Linked DNA regions of Mus musculus: region 2 is linked to region 1. The links are chromatin contacts, called in public Hi-C maps. All regions are on one chromosome and are shown on one strand. The core of a region is the stretch at or near the end of the contact, and the rest is flanking DNA. Distances in the headings are between cores, read along the strand shown.

The links. A called contact is a pair of places that touch in the nucleus more often than the background predicts.
Region 2: a Hi-C map of cerebellar granule neurons shows a contact between it and region 1, with 3 times the contacts expected there. A contact is called at or near these places in 4 of 484 Hi-C or Micro-C datasets (brain, cerebellar granule neurons and cerebellum) and 2 of 130 datasets of targeted methods (astrocytes and bone marrow-derived macrophages).

What each region holds. Positions count from the first base shown.
Region 1 is chr19:21,142,288-21,148,829 of GRCm38.p6, forward strand. It overlaps Gm32979 (a long non-coding RNA gene), which reads left to right. Exons shown (of 3, transcript XR_386592.4): 2 at 863-1,183; 3 at 1,560-4,152. Among named protein-coding and RNA genes, the nearest start is that of Gm32979, 8.3 kb to the left of the region's middle.
Region 2 is chr19:21,738,784-21,745,123 of GRCm38.p6, forward strand. No RefSeq gene overlaps it. Among named protein-coding and RNA genes, the nearest start is that of Gm41818, 18 kb to the left of the region's middle.

The sequences.
Region 1 (6,542 bases), core at 1,299-3,798:
CTCAGACTCTGTGAGCATTCTGGATGTTTGCTTTACAACAACTAGTTTAGGAATAATTTAAGCAACTGTAGCCTTTTATTTTTCATCACTGTGAATTTCTATTTGTGGGGATCTTGGCAGAACTCAGGAATCACTGTTACCTCTTGATTTTGGCTTCGATACTATAGCTCTTCTTAACCAGACAGTAGATTGTAATGGTCTAGAAAGTTTAAAAAAATGGCAATATCTTGATTCAGTGCCAATTATAGTGCATAATTTGAAAATATTCCTCATGCATTGCAATAAGACTCCTCCAAAGGGGGAAAACCACTGACTTATTACTACTCCTTACATTGTGTGCCAATTGATGAAGACTTCCCATCGTCCATTAACGGTCCAGAAAGATCCGCTTATACATGGGTCTTAAGAAGACTGCATTTGCAGTCTGAAAGAACTAGAAGTAAACCTGGTGCTTCTAGTACATAAGTCTTTCTCAGTAGAATCTAGGTTAGTAACAAAAGATCCCAAACTATGGGTTTCACAAGAGAATCTCCAGTATATTAACCATGACCTTCTCAGATCTTCTCTTCAAAAGCTGGAAGATTTGAAACAAGGCAGCGATGTTCACTTTCATCCTCCTTCAACATTGAACTAAATGTTCTAGCTAACGCAACTACAGAAGAACAAAAGTAAAAGATATCCATCTGGAGATGAAGAAGTAAAAGTGTGCCTGTAAGTGGTATGTATGTGAGAGTGTGTGTGTGTGTGTGTGTGTGTGTGTGTGTGTGTGTGTGTGTGTAAAATCTGGAGAGGTTTATAGTGTGCCCTACTATGTCCTGAAAACAAAAGGCATTTCTGTCCATCTTTCTTCACCACTTTCTAGGACAGCAGTTCACCAACCTCAACGTGGAGAACAGAGCTACTAAACATGAATTCTCAGGCCACATTCCCAGAGATGCTCAAACACTAGCTGGAAACTTCATCTTAAGAAGCATTCTAGGCTGGGGTGAGGCATGTGAACTTCCATACTAGACTTTGTGAAACACAGAACTCCATCTTTCAGAAGTCCATGTGTGCAAGGAACTCCTTACAGCCAACAACATCACCTATGTGGGGATCTGAGCTTATCTTCCCAGCAAGTTCTGTGACTTTCCACATATCCCTTGACCTCAGGCTTCCTCAGTTCCCTTCACTACAGAATGAGGTAAATGAATATTATATTCTTAAGAGTTTGATGTGAGCACTCAATGTATTAACATGGCAAACATATTTATTGCCACGTATGTGACATATCTGCCTGTCCCGGGGCACTAGACTTCTCATGTAGACACCACAGCCAAGTGCATCTTTGTCCACCCTATTCACCTTCTTTACCTTCCTCTGACCCCCTCAGAAAAGCTGTGGGAAGCAGACACCGTTAGTAATGAGATGAAGAATGGGCCGGCTGTTCCCTCATAAATGGGAGCCCTTCTCAACCTTAAGGGTCCATAGCAAATCTAAGTCTTATCACCAGTTGATTTTGTTCTTTTCAATTTGATGTATACCCTTTGTGAAACCAGGTTTCGTTTTCTTGTTTCCAGTGTATTTCACCAAGAGCTCATTTCCATACATAAACAGAAGACTCCTGTTTTTACAACTTCCTAACTCCTAAAAGGTATTGACTCCTCCCCCATTCAGCAGCGCAGTAGCAAGCCTGTAGAAGATTGTTTTGCACCTGGGGAGGTAGCTTCCACTGCTTGAATAAATAATTTATGGGGATCAACACTTGCTTAAATGAATGAAAAGAAAGATGAACTGGAAAGCATCTCTCTTCCCTCCCCAAATCTCCTCATGAGAGAAGCATTAATGGCATTCCTTGATGTGCACAGGTGGACAGAGCTGAGCTGATGGATGCCAATTGGGACACTGCGGAGAACAGCCCTGCTATGAAGCTTACCTGATAGTGAGCTGAGAACAGAGGGGTTTTTTTGTTTTTGTTTTTGTTTTTGTTTTTGTTTTTTAACACCAGATACTGTGACCACTGACAACCAGGGAAACCAGCTCTTGGCTAAACGTGTGGTTTCCTGAAGCAGCAAAACCTCAGAAGGAGAGAAAATTAATCCGGTCAGAAAGAAGGACTCAGAGCGAGCTGGTGATTCACACTGTCCTCGGGAGGAAAGCTGGACGTGCCCTCTTAAATACCCTTCAACTGTGGTTTCCTACTACTTTGTTCAAACGTCTATTTATTCCCAAATATTAATTGTATCTCAGAAGGAGTGTGTTTAAAGATTTGGCTTTAAATTTCCCTCTAGAAAACTCATTAGAGGTGGACAGAGCTGAATTTAAGCCACTCTGTTCACAAAGTTCTTTGGAGCTCAAAACGTACGTTCAGGCAACATAGAAGAAAAACTAGAACTTTGGAGTTGACGTCCGTATTTCTCCTAGTCTGTAACACAATACTGTGCACGCCTGCAGGGAGAAGAAAGAATATATTCTTGACCTTAAGTGACCAATTCTTGATCCCTTGTAAACATGAACGGCTGGCAGCTGGGCTTGTGTGTGCTAAACTCCACCCCCTCATTCACATACCGCGTTTGGAGGAGCTTAGCAGCACTTCCTGTTTGAGGTCATGACCCAAGATCAGAGTAGCTTAGGCAGGGTCAGGAAAACAGTATCAGCTCCTGGGACTGGCTCCCTTAAGCCTTGAGTCATCCTTCCCTATACCTGAAACTTAGAAGCCAGAGGTGGGCAGAGAGCAGCAGGAAAGCTGATAATTAGAGACAAGCCTCCCCCTGTCCCAAAGGCTCATTTCTCCCAGTTCCCTACTCTCTCTCACACATCCTCCTCCTCCTCCGAGGGGCTAGAGGAGTGGATCAAAGACGGGATTATACCTCTTTGAAGTGGTGACATCGTTTATGGATCTGAAGTCACGTCTTTTCAGACTGTCAGTAAGGCAAGAAGAGCCTCAGGAGCTCAACTTTCCGAAATGAACCTGTCTCACAGCTCTGCGGCAACCGAGGGACAGGAATGGATAGCCACAGCATCCTAAAAAGGATGTCTTTCCAGCACACAAAGTTGCTTGATTAATTAATTCAGGCATTGTAATAACTGAAGTAATTGAAAACCAAGTATTTATGGCTGAACAGAACCTCAAACAGGTCTACTGGTTTGTCAGTCAAGGCTGGGGTTATTGCTATATAATCCCTTAGGTTTTTAGTTTTAGGTTTTTCCCCATGAAAGTCAAGCTAAGTGCCCAAGGCTGCTGTTCACTGCCATGTGTGCACATTACCTTGTGATAATAACAAATGCAATCTGAGGACATTTATATTCACAAACTTTGTCCTCAGAGTCAAGGATAGGAAGGGGGCCAAAGGCTGTGCTCGGAAGTCCAAACAGCAAATTTTAGGTAAAATGGATGAAAACTCTAGTTAATATCTATGACCGTGTTGTGCCCACCTATGGCAGTCTCCATAAATTATAATAAAGCCAAGAGAACCACATTACTAATGAACATCAATAAAAGGATTGGATAAATGAAAGTTAAAAATAGAAGATTTTAAGCTGCTTTGTAGGATGATAGAAATCTTACACAGTCCCTCCTTATGTGTTCCTAAAATGCCTGCTGCCGTCTTCAGCACTCTCAGGACTACAGAATTCCTGCCTGTTCCACTGTGACTCTTCAACTCCACTAGTTTCAAAGATGCAGACAACTGGAGCCCTCAAATCTTCCATACATCAGCATGTGAAGCCTGCCTAACGATAAGGCACCATCCACAGACCATAAGCAACCACACTAAAAGCTCCTCAAAGGGAATTTTCTTCAAACTTCACTTTCTACGGGGACCAGGCCAGTAGTGTACAGAAAGATCAGGCAATTGGAAAATCTGGGCCCCACTCCCTGCTACTCTCTCTCTCTAACTCCAGTCACTTTTCCCACTGAAATTTATAAGCCTGGTGCTAACATTTTCTAATTCTTAAGAGATTACAAAAGTCCCCACAGGGAGATGTCTTTTGCCACCTTATACACGGTTGTAGCAAGTTAACTTTTGTAAAACACCATACTAGGAAATTAAATCACGGCTATGAAAATAAACATCAATTTGGGATCCGTGGTCTACAGTTTTATCTTTGGACTTGTAGACAAACACATGTGCTTTTTATCTTGGCACATGCAGACACACACATGTGCTGCCAACAGACCAGTTACTGGACTCTCCTCAGTCTCCACAGTGAGAGATCTGGAAATGGAATTTGTCAAATTTCCATCACCCTTGGAGATAACTTGTAGAAGTCTTGGCTTTGTCCCTTTATTAATTTTGTGTGTTTTATGCTATAATGATTTCGGTATCATTCACTGTAATGAATGATGGGCCTAGTAATTCATAGCATTTACCAAAAGAATCAACAAAAGTTTAAAGTTGCGCTGGGCTGGCTACATAGTGATTTCCTGGCTAGCCTGGGCTACAGGTGATACTATGCCCCAGAAAAGAAGTGGAATGCAATGAAAAACAAACTGACTGTACTTGGCATAATTTTTTTAAAAGAAGGTTTTTGTCCATTTACTAAAATATGAAGTCTCCTAGAAAAAAAATGTATTTAAACACTAGAAATTCCCTCTAAACAAACAAACAAAAATATGTATGTATCTTCACTGAAAAGTAAGGTGTTAGTGTTGTATAATGCAAAATTGTGTTCTCCATAAATACCAAAATAGGAGACTTTGAGTCTTAGGGGCAGAACTAGAATAGCTCGCAGAAAGGTAAGCTCCCTCGACTGGGTGAGGTAAGCAAGCAGTTACTCAGGAAGAGCTGGTTACCAGGGCGTGTCTACAATAACAACCTCTCCAAGGTGAGTTTCTTCTCTCCCCCTCCCCCCACTGCCCATTACATTTAAATGGGATAAGAGTGAATGGGTTGATTCTGATGTTGTATGTCCTTATTACACAATCTGTTAATAATCTATTACATTATCAGGACAGCAACTTTGCCAAGGAAAGCTGCTCTGAGAAGCTGAACGTGAGGAGAGTATTCTAGACCAGTCCTGTAGGTTCTGCCTTGATCTGTAATGAGACACAAAGGCCAACCATAAATTGTTCTTCAAGAAATAAGATACATGTGCCAGGAGGTGGTGGTACACATCTTTAATCCCAGCACTTGGGAGGCAGAGGCAAGCGGATTTCTGAGTTCAAGGCCAGCCTGGTCTACAGAGTGAGTTCCAGGACAGCCAGGGTTACACAGAGAAACCCTGTCTCGAAAAAAAACAAAACAAACAAACAAACAAACAAACAAAAAAGAAACAAGATACATACAGTGTTCAAATGCACAGTTCCCGTGGGCTCAGAGTGTACAGTATACAGCAGAGACACTCCACAGCCTTGGATGGGACAGTGATCTGTGCCTGTGCCTTGTCCTACCTCACAAGCAACACACTTCACTTTGCTCTGAGATAGCCTGTTGAAAGGTTTTCCAGTGTTCTGGGAGTCATTAGGGGATACACATTGAACATAGCTGCTCACTCAGAATATGCTGAAAGCCAAGGCCTCTTATTTCTAGTATAATCATTCTTATTGGATTGGGTTCATCTGTTTCTCTGATAGATCCTTGTTTAAAGATGGCTTCCTTCTTCTCTCCCTGAAAATGCCTGTTTGCTTAAGAGCGGAGTAACTGAATCTGCAAAGTCGTGATGACTCCATGTGGCCATCAAGATTACCGACTCAAGGCTAGACTTCAGTGTTGAATGTTGCTAACAAAACAGCTGTTAACAGTCGGGGCCCATTCAACCTACTTTGGTGGAAGGCATTTTATTTGCACATTTAATGCTGTTATTGTTCTTGTACGTCGTGATCCATCAATCAGTCTGTTCCATTGATGATGAAGCAGTTCCCCCAAGCTCTAAACATCTCTACCAAGTGAAGTTGGACTTTGGGACGTAAGCAGCATAAACCCACACGGTCTACTGATTCTTAGTAGATGAGTGGTCCTGAGTCAACCTCTTGGATCCCTTTTTATTTCTCAGTCTGGAAATTAGCATTGATTTGTCATTAAAGAACCACTATAAGAGTTGAGAAAGTACTTATAAATTAAGCTAAGCACAATAGCAGAAATCTAGTGTCTTAAGACAGTTAGAAATGTAAACCATGAAAATGACTGATGTCTATATGACAAGTCAAGTCAGAAGGAGGAGGGTGTGGGTCTTTAAACAGTGGCTTCCATTCATTTGTGAAGTTTCCAACTGCATTGTTTCAGGGAGAAAATGAATGAAGAAGGACAGGCAGAAGAAGAGAAACTAAGAGAGAAAGTGTTTGGAAAAATGAATCATTTCCTTAAAGAATTTAAACTTTAGGACTAGGAACAGGCACTGAGTTAAAGTGCCCGTCCCTGGGTTCAGCCCTCCGAATTCCCCCAAACTGAAGCTAAAGGAGCTAGGCCTCACCAGCCTGTAACTATACACCAGAAAGTAAGGCATGCTCCTACAATAGACACACAGCCAAAGGACAGTGGCACAGCCGGCAGAAATGGGTTGTCTTTCCTCTGAATTCTATTTCCTTTCATAATTATGACTTTGAACCGTACACCAAATCACTC
Region 2 (6,340 bases), core at 2,313-4,812, 600 kb after region 1:
TGGCAGAGGTTGCGAGAGCTTGTCTAAAACACAGAAAACAAGGTAGCCGGGTAGGATTGAAGCCTCATACTTCCCACTATTTCCGAGGAATCTGGGGCTCAACTCGAGTACTTTGGCACTCGCTTACTAGACTCTGGACACGTTTTAGTGAATTTCATGCAGGATTTCTTGTCTCGGAATATATGGCCGGCTGTAGGGACACTATGTAACGATTTCTCGCTTTTGATATTAAGAGCGTCTCAATCCGAGAAATGTCATGGCTAGCATGAGTTGGAATAAGCGTTACTTAAAGGAAGTAGTTTGGCAACACATGGGCCTGGGTTCAAATTCCAACTCTTGTCATTTCCTGGCTGTATGAGATCAGGCAAGCTGCCCTCTGACCGCCAGTGGCTTCACCTGAGATGGGAATCATAATGTATGACTAACCAGGCTATTGGGAGGACTGGCTGTCTCCCTAGCCACCTAAAAACAACCAGAAAAACATCCGCAACCTTGTTCTCTCCTTTGTTCCATTTCTCCGTATCATCGTTATTATTTTTACTTATGTTTTTTAACAAGTTTGTTTTGTTTTGTTTGCGAAACTGGGAATTTAACTCAGAACTTTGTGTAAGCACTCTACCTCAGTCTATTTAGCCCCCTTTTCACTTTTTATTTTGCAACAGAGTTTCTCTATATTATCCAGCTAGTCTTGAACTTAGTTTGTAGCCCAGGCTGTCCTGGAATCATGACCTTCCTCCCTAAGTCTCCTTAAAAGCTATTCTTATAAGCCCACACTGCCAAGTCTTTATTTGTTATTGACACAAATAATGATATTTATTTATTCATTATAACTTGATACATGTATTCACATAGAAATGATCCATGCAGGCTAATTAGCATATCTGTTGCTGTAAACATGTTTCCTTTCTTTCTTTTAAAGAATTATTTATTTATTTTATGTATGTGAGTGCACTGTTGCTGTCTTCAGACACACCAGAAGAGGGCATCAGATCTCATGACAGATGGTTGTGAGCCACCTGTAGTTGCTGGGAATTGAACTCAGGACATCTGAAAGAGCAGTCAGTGCTCTTAACTGCTGGCCTCTATTTTTCATTTCTTCATGCTAACAACTGTCAAAAATCTTTGTAGTTAATTTTTTTATACAAATTTTTTTTGATACAGGATTTTTTCTTTCTTCCTTTTTTCCCTTCCTTCCTTCCTTCCTTCCTTCCTTCCTCCCTCCCTCCCTCCCTCCCTTCCCTTCTTTTTTTTTTTTTTTTTTTGTTTTTTTTTTGAGTCAGTGTTTGTCTGTGTATCCCTGACAGTCCTGGAACTCAATCTGTAGACCGTGCTGGCCCCAAACTCAGAGATCTGCTTGACTCTGCCTCCTAAGTGCTAGGATTAATGGCATGGACCAAAACTACCCAGTGAGACAAGGTTTTTCTAAGTAGCTCTGACTAGCCTGGACCTCACTGTATAAACCAGGCCAGTCTCAAAACCATGATGCTCCACCTGCCTCTGCTTCTGGGATGCTAGGATTAAACACATACACCACTACCCCTGGATACTTTTACTTTGAAATATCTGTATGCATACCAACCATAGTCATCCACTAAACTAAACACCACACCTTTTTTCTACACGGTGCATGATGACCCATATCTACCCATCCCCCTTGCCCTTCCCTGCCTAGTCTTTGTTACCCACTACTGATGCCTCTGGCAACCTCCATGAGATCAGCGGCCTTAGATTCCTCACGTGTGAGACCACACAGTACCTGTCGTTTTGTGTTCCCTCTGTTTTCTTGCTACCTGCCAGGCACTGTTGCACATCCAGTTTTAATTTCTAAAAAAGATGTTTTGTGTCATTGGAATGAATGAAACACATATGGCTTGTCTAAACTTATAACTGTTTTCTTCCAACTAGTTAAAAGTGACAAGAGAAGCTAAGGGTAACGGAACAGGCGGGGCTGCCTCTATTTGAAGGGGCAAAGACTGAGTTTCCTGGCTCACTCCTGGGTTGGGTGAGCTGTGGCAAGGGTCAGCTGGGCTGTTTAGCCAAATGCCAAGGTCATCATGGAAAGACTGTCTGAAATGGCAGTTGGGTGTTTATAAGCAACAACTAAAGTAGTCAAGGTAAATTTATAATTTATAAATGGCAGAAACAATTTCCAAATCATTTGCAAAATATTTTTATTTTGGTTTTCAGAAAAGTGTGTTTTCTATTAACCAAAAGTATGAATACAAAGAGAATTGGTATAAGTAACATGGAGAAGGGTGAGGAGGGAGAGGAGGAGGATGGGGGGGGGGTTATTATGGGTCCTTGCACACTATCCAACCTCTGTGAGTTATGATATTTTATGAAAAGTAAGATGATTTAAATTAAAGATTATGCCCAAGGTGCCTTCCAAATCTAACATTTTAGCATCCTGTACTTTGTCTAAGCTGGCATCTTAATATCTCCTTTATTAAAATAAATACCAATAACATACTAAGAGGTGACCTGGAGTACTTCAGGTATTTTCTCTCTACAGGAGCACCTGGGAAGAGGGGGCTCTTATTCGTCCTATTTTAAATACAAAGACACTTTAGGTAAGACGACTTAAGTCATTTTTAAAGACCAACCTGTCAAGACATAGTGTGCCGACTCACTGGACTAATGCTTTTAACCAAACCTATATGTCTCCCAGAGGAAACCCTTGCTGCCCACTACTGTAAGGTGGGACGCTTCTCTACCAACAGAGAAAAACCAAACCTGGGTGTCCAAGCATCCTCTGAAATAAGTGGTATAGAGGATCATTGTACCTATTAGAGCCGTGGGTTTCAACGCTGCTAAGGCTGCAATCCTTTAATACAGTTCCCCATGTTGCGGTGACCCCAAGCCACAAAATTATTTTTATTGCTTCTTCACAACAGTAATTTTGCTACTGTTATGAATTATAATCTAAGTATCTGTGTTGGCTGGTGGTCTTCGGCAACCCCCCGTGAAAGGGCAGTTCAACCCTCACAAGTCTCTTGGATCTTAGGTTGAGAACCACTGGATTAGAAGCGCCACGGTTCTGTTAGGAGCCACAGTGGTTTCTTTAACTGGCTCCTTCTCGCCACTGAGTACATTTTTTATTAACTGAAATGTTTCCTGTATATTTTCATTATAAATTTCTGCCTGTGTTGTCTTCACAGACTAGAAGCAGCTCCATAGCTCATTTACGTACTCCGTACCCCACTCTCAATTCTATCGAAGCAATAACTTAAGATCAGAAGGGGCCCCAGGCGCGAGCTCTCAGCACAAAGCTTCATTTGCTTCTTGAACATTGGACATTTCCCGACAGCATTTTCCCAGCGCTCACAGCCCTGCTCGTACCCTCACCAACCCCCAGCCCTTCAGTTTCAGCTCTTTCCGTTATTTTGTCCATTATCTTCCTTTGCCGGTGATGCCAGCTGGCCTGGCCCAGCACCCCCCTGGGAGAACACTCATGTCACTCGGCCCTGGGGAACCAGCTTGCCTTTCTCAGTTGTGCTTGCACCAATATGGCTGGATGCACGGGAGCCAAGAGGAAGTCCCGCCATCTGCCGATTCTGTGAGGAGCTGGCTTTTCCGTGGCTCTCACAGAGTGTTGGAGGACATAGCGTGGCTCTGGGCCAGTCCTCCCAGGTGCTTCCGCTGGGATTGCAGTGGGCTCGGAGAAGGAAGCCTGTGTTCAGCCTCCTAGTAAAGGGTGCATGCGCTTGAGGCCGACAAAGGCTTCATGTACCCTGGCATCAGTAAGTGTCAGGAACAGCCAGCCCTTCGCACTGTTGGACACGTTCTCTGAAACATGTCCCCATCACATTTGGAGAGTCGCTTAGAAAGGCCCGGCTTTAAAAAAATATCCACGTATTGCACTTATTGGCTTTTTGTCTAAGATTAAAGTGTAAAAGACACACACATTTATTGTGTGAAGTCAAATGCTTCATAAAGCTATTTCTATGTAAGTCTTTATCCTTTGACCAGTATACCACATGTCTATTATAGGAACTTTGCACAGCACAGAGGAATACAGAATAGAAATAAGTACCAACTCATCGTGCTACCAAGGAGAGTTACCATGAAGTCTTTTTAATGTATTTTTGTATTTTTTCAAGTGTACACACACACACACACACACACACACACACACACACACACACACACCGGGGTGGGGGGGTTCCTCATTGGTAGACTACATCCTCCTCATCCCACAAATGATAACTATTTATATGGATTTTCTATGTGTGCAGTCTTTCTCCATGGAATGCATTATGCACATTCCCATGTCTCACTAAGTCTCAGTTATAAAGCATTCACCAGCTGCAGTTATTTCAGTCTATGTTCATACTGTAATATGTAATACTGTAATATGCTTGCTAATCTTCTGTTGTTTTGTTTTTGCCCCCCCCCCCCCATCCCCAAGACTGTATCTTAAGTAGCCAAGGCCAGCCTTGAACTTACTATGTAGCAGAGAATAAACTTGACCTTCTGAGCCTCCTGCCTCCATCTCCTGCATGCTGGCACTTCAGACCTGGCCTGTACGTCCATGTATGGTTTTATGTGGAGCGGGGGATTGAACCCAGGGATTCATTTATGCTAGGTAAGTGCGCTACAAACAGAGTTACATCCTAGACATTTGGAATTATTCTGTTGTTACTGTTTTGAAAATAGGATCTTGAGTTGCCCAGACAGATCACAAACTCATTAAGTAGCCAAGGATGGCCTTGAACCCTGCTGCTCCTGCTTCCACGTCCAAGTGTTGGGATTATAGACCTGCACTTCTATACCTAGCTCTGGTTTTCGCTTTTGAAGACGACCTCAATATGCAAACTGAGATAACCTCTAACTCCTAATCCCATTGCCTTTCATTCTAAGTGGTAGGCTTACAGGCAAGCTCTACCATGCCTGGCAAATGCCAGTTCCCTGTTGTTGACTACTTATGTATTAGATTATTATTTATTTGGTGTGTGTTGTTGTTATAAATAAATAGCAATGCATTTCCCTTTTCTTTAATTCCGATTGCTTTCATAGTTGAAATCTCTTTTTCTCTATCTGCATGTGTGTGTGTGTGTGTGTGTGTGTGTGTGTGTTGTATAAATGCACCAGCACACGTGGGCTCACATGAGGCCAGATCTTTCTGATGTCTAGATGCCTTCCTCAACTGCTTCTCTACCTCATTTTTTGAAACAGGATCTCTCAGTGGATCAGGATCTTGCTGTCTCTGCTAGACTGTAAGCCTCTGCCTGTCTCTGTCCCAAAGCATTGGGAGTACCGATGCATACCATCACACCTGGCTTCCTCTGTGGGCGCTGGGAATCCAGGCTCTGCTCCTCATGTTTTAGACAGCACATGCTCTACTACCGAGCCACCTCCCCAACCCCATGACAGGCAAATTCTTAGAAGCAACTTTGTCAAGTCAGAGGTCATGATGACTTGCCTCTAGCTTTAAACTTGTGGTTCCAATGCCAAATAATCTTCCAGAAAGCAAATGCAGATTTATGTTCATGCCTAGGACAAATGTCTCAATATTTTTGCCAGCATGGGAAATTCTCTTTAAAAATCTCTGCCAATGTGTAATGTGAAGACTGAGAGCGTTTGATTGCTGTCGATCACTGACAGCCACTCTCCCTTAGTTCCAAAGGTCTGAGGACATGAAGCCATGTTTGTATCTGTATAAAGACAACTTGAGTCTCTCTCTGCTGTACCTCATACTGAGATGTGGAGAAGCTGCCTCGCACTCCTGCTATCACAGCTGTGAGCCATTTCCAGTGAGGTGCCTTCCCCAAGAGCAACTGTGCCCTGTGAGCCAAGAGAAGTCCTTGCTCCTTAAAAAAGAGACAGGTAGAGAGCTCTTTTAACAATTTTAATCTTTTTTTTAAAAAAAGATTTATTTATTTATTATATCTAAGTACACTGTAGCTGTCTTCAGACACTCCAGAAGGCATCAGGTTTCGTTACGGATGGTTGTGAGCCACCATGTGGTTGCTGGGACTTGAACTCAGGATCTTCGGAAGAGCAATTAGCGCTCTTAACCATTGAGCCATCTTGCCAGCCCAACAATTTTAATCTTAAAAACAAAACAAAACAAACAAACAACAGAAAACCTGGCAGTGATGGGGTACAGGCCTTTCCTTCCAGCACTCAGGAAGAGTCAGGCAGATCTCCTCCCCCTTCTTCTCCCTCTCCCTCTACACCTCCCCTCTCTCTCCCCTCCCCTCCCTCTCCCTCTACCCCTCCCCTCCCTCTCCCTCTACCCCTCCCCCCCTCTCTCCCTTCCCCTCTCCCCCCTCCCCCTCCCCTCTCCCCTCCCCCTCCCCTTCCTCTCCCTCTGCCCCTTCCCCTCACCCCCCCTCTG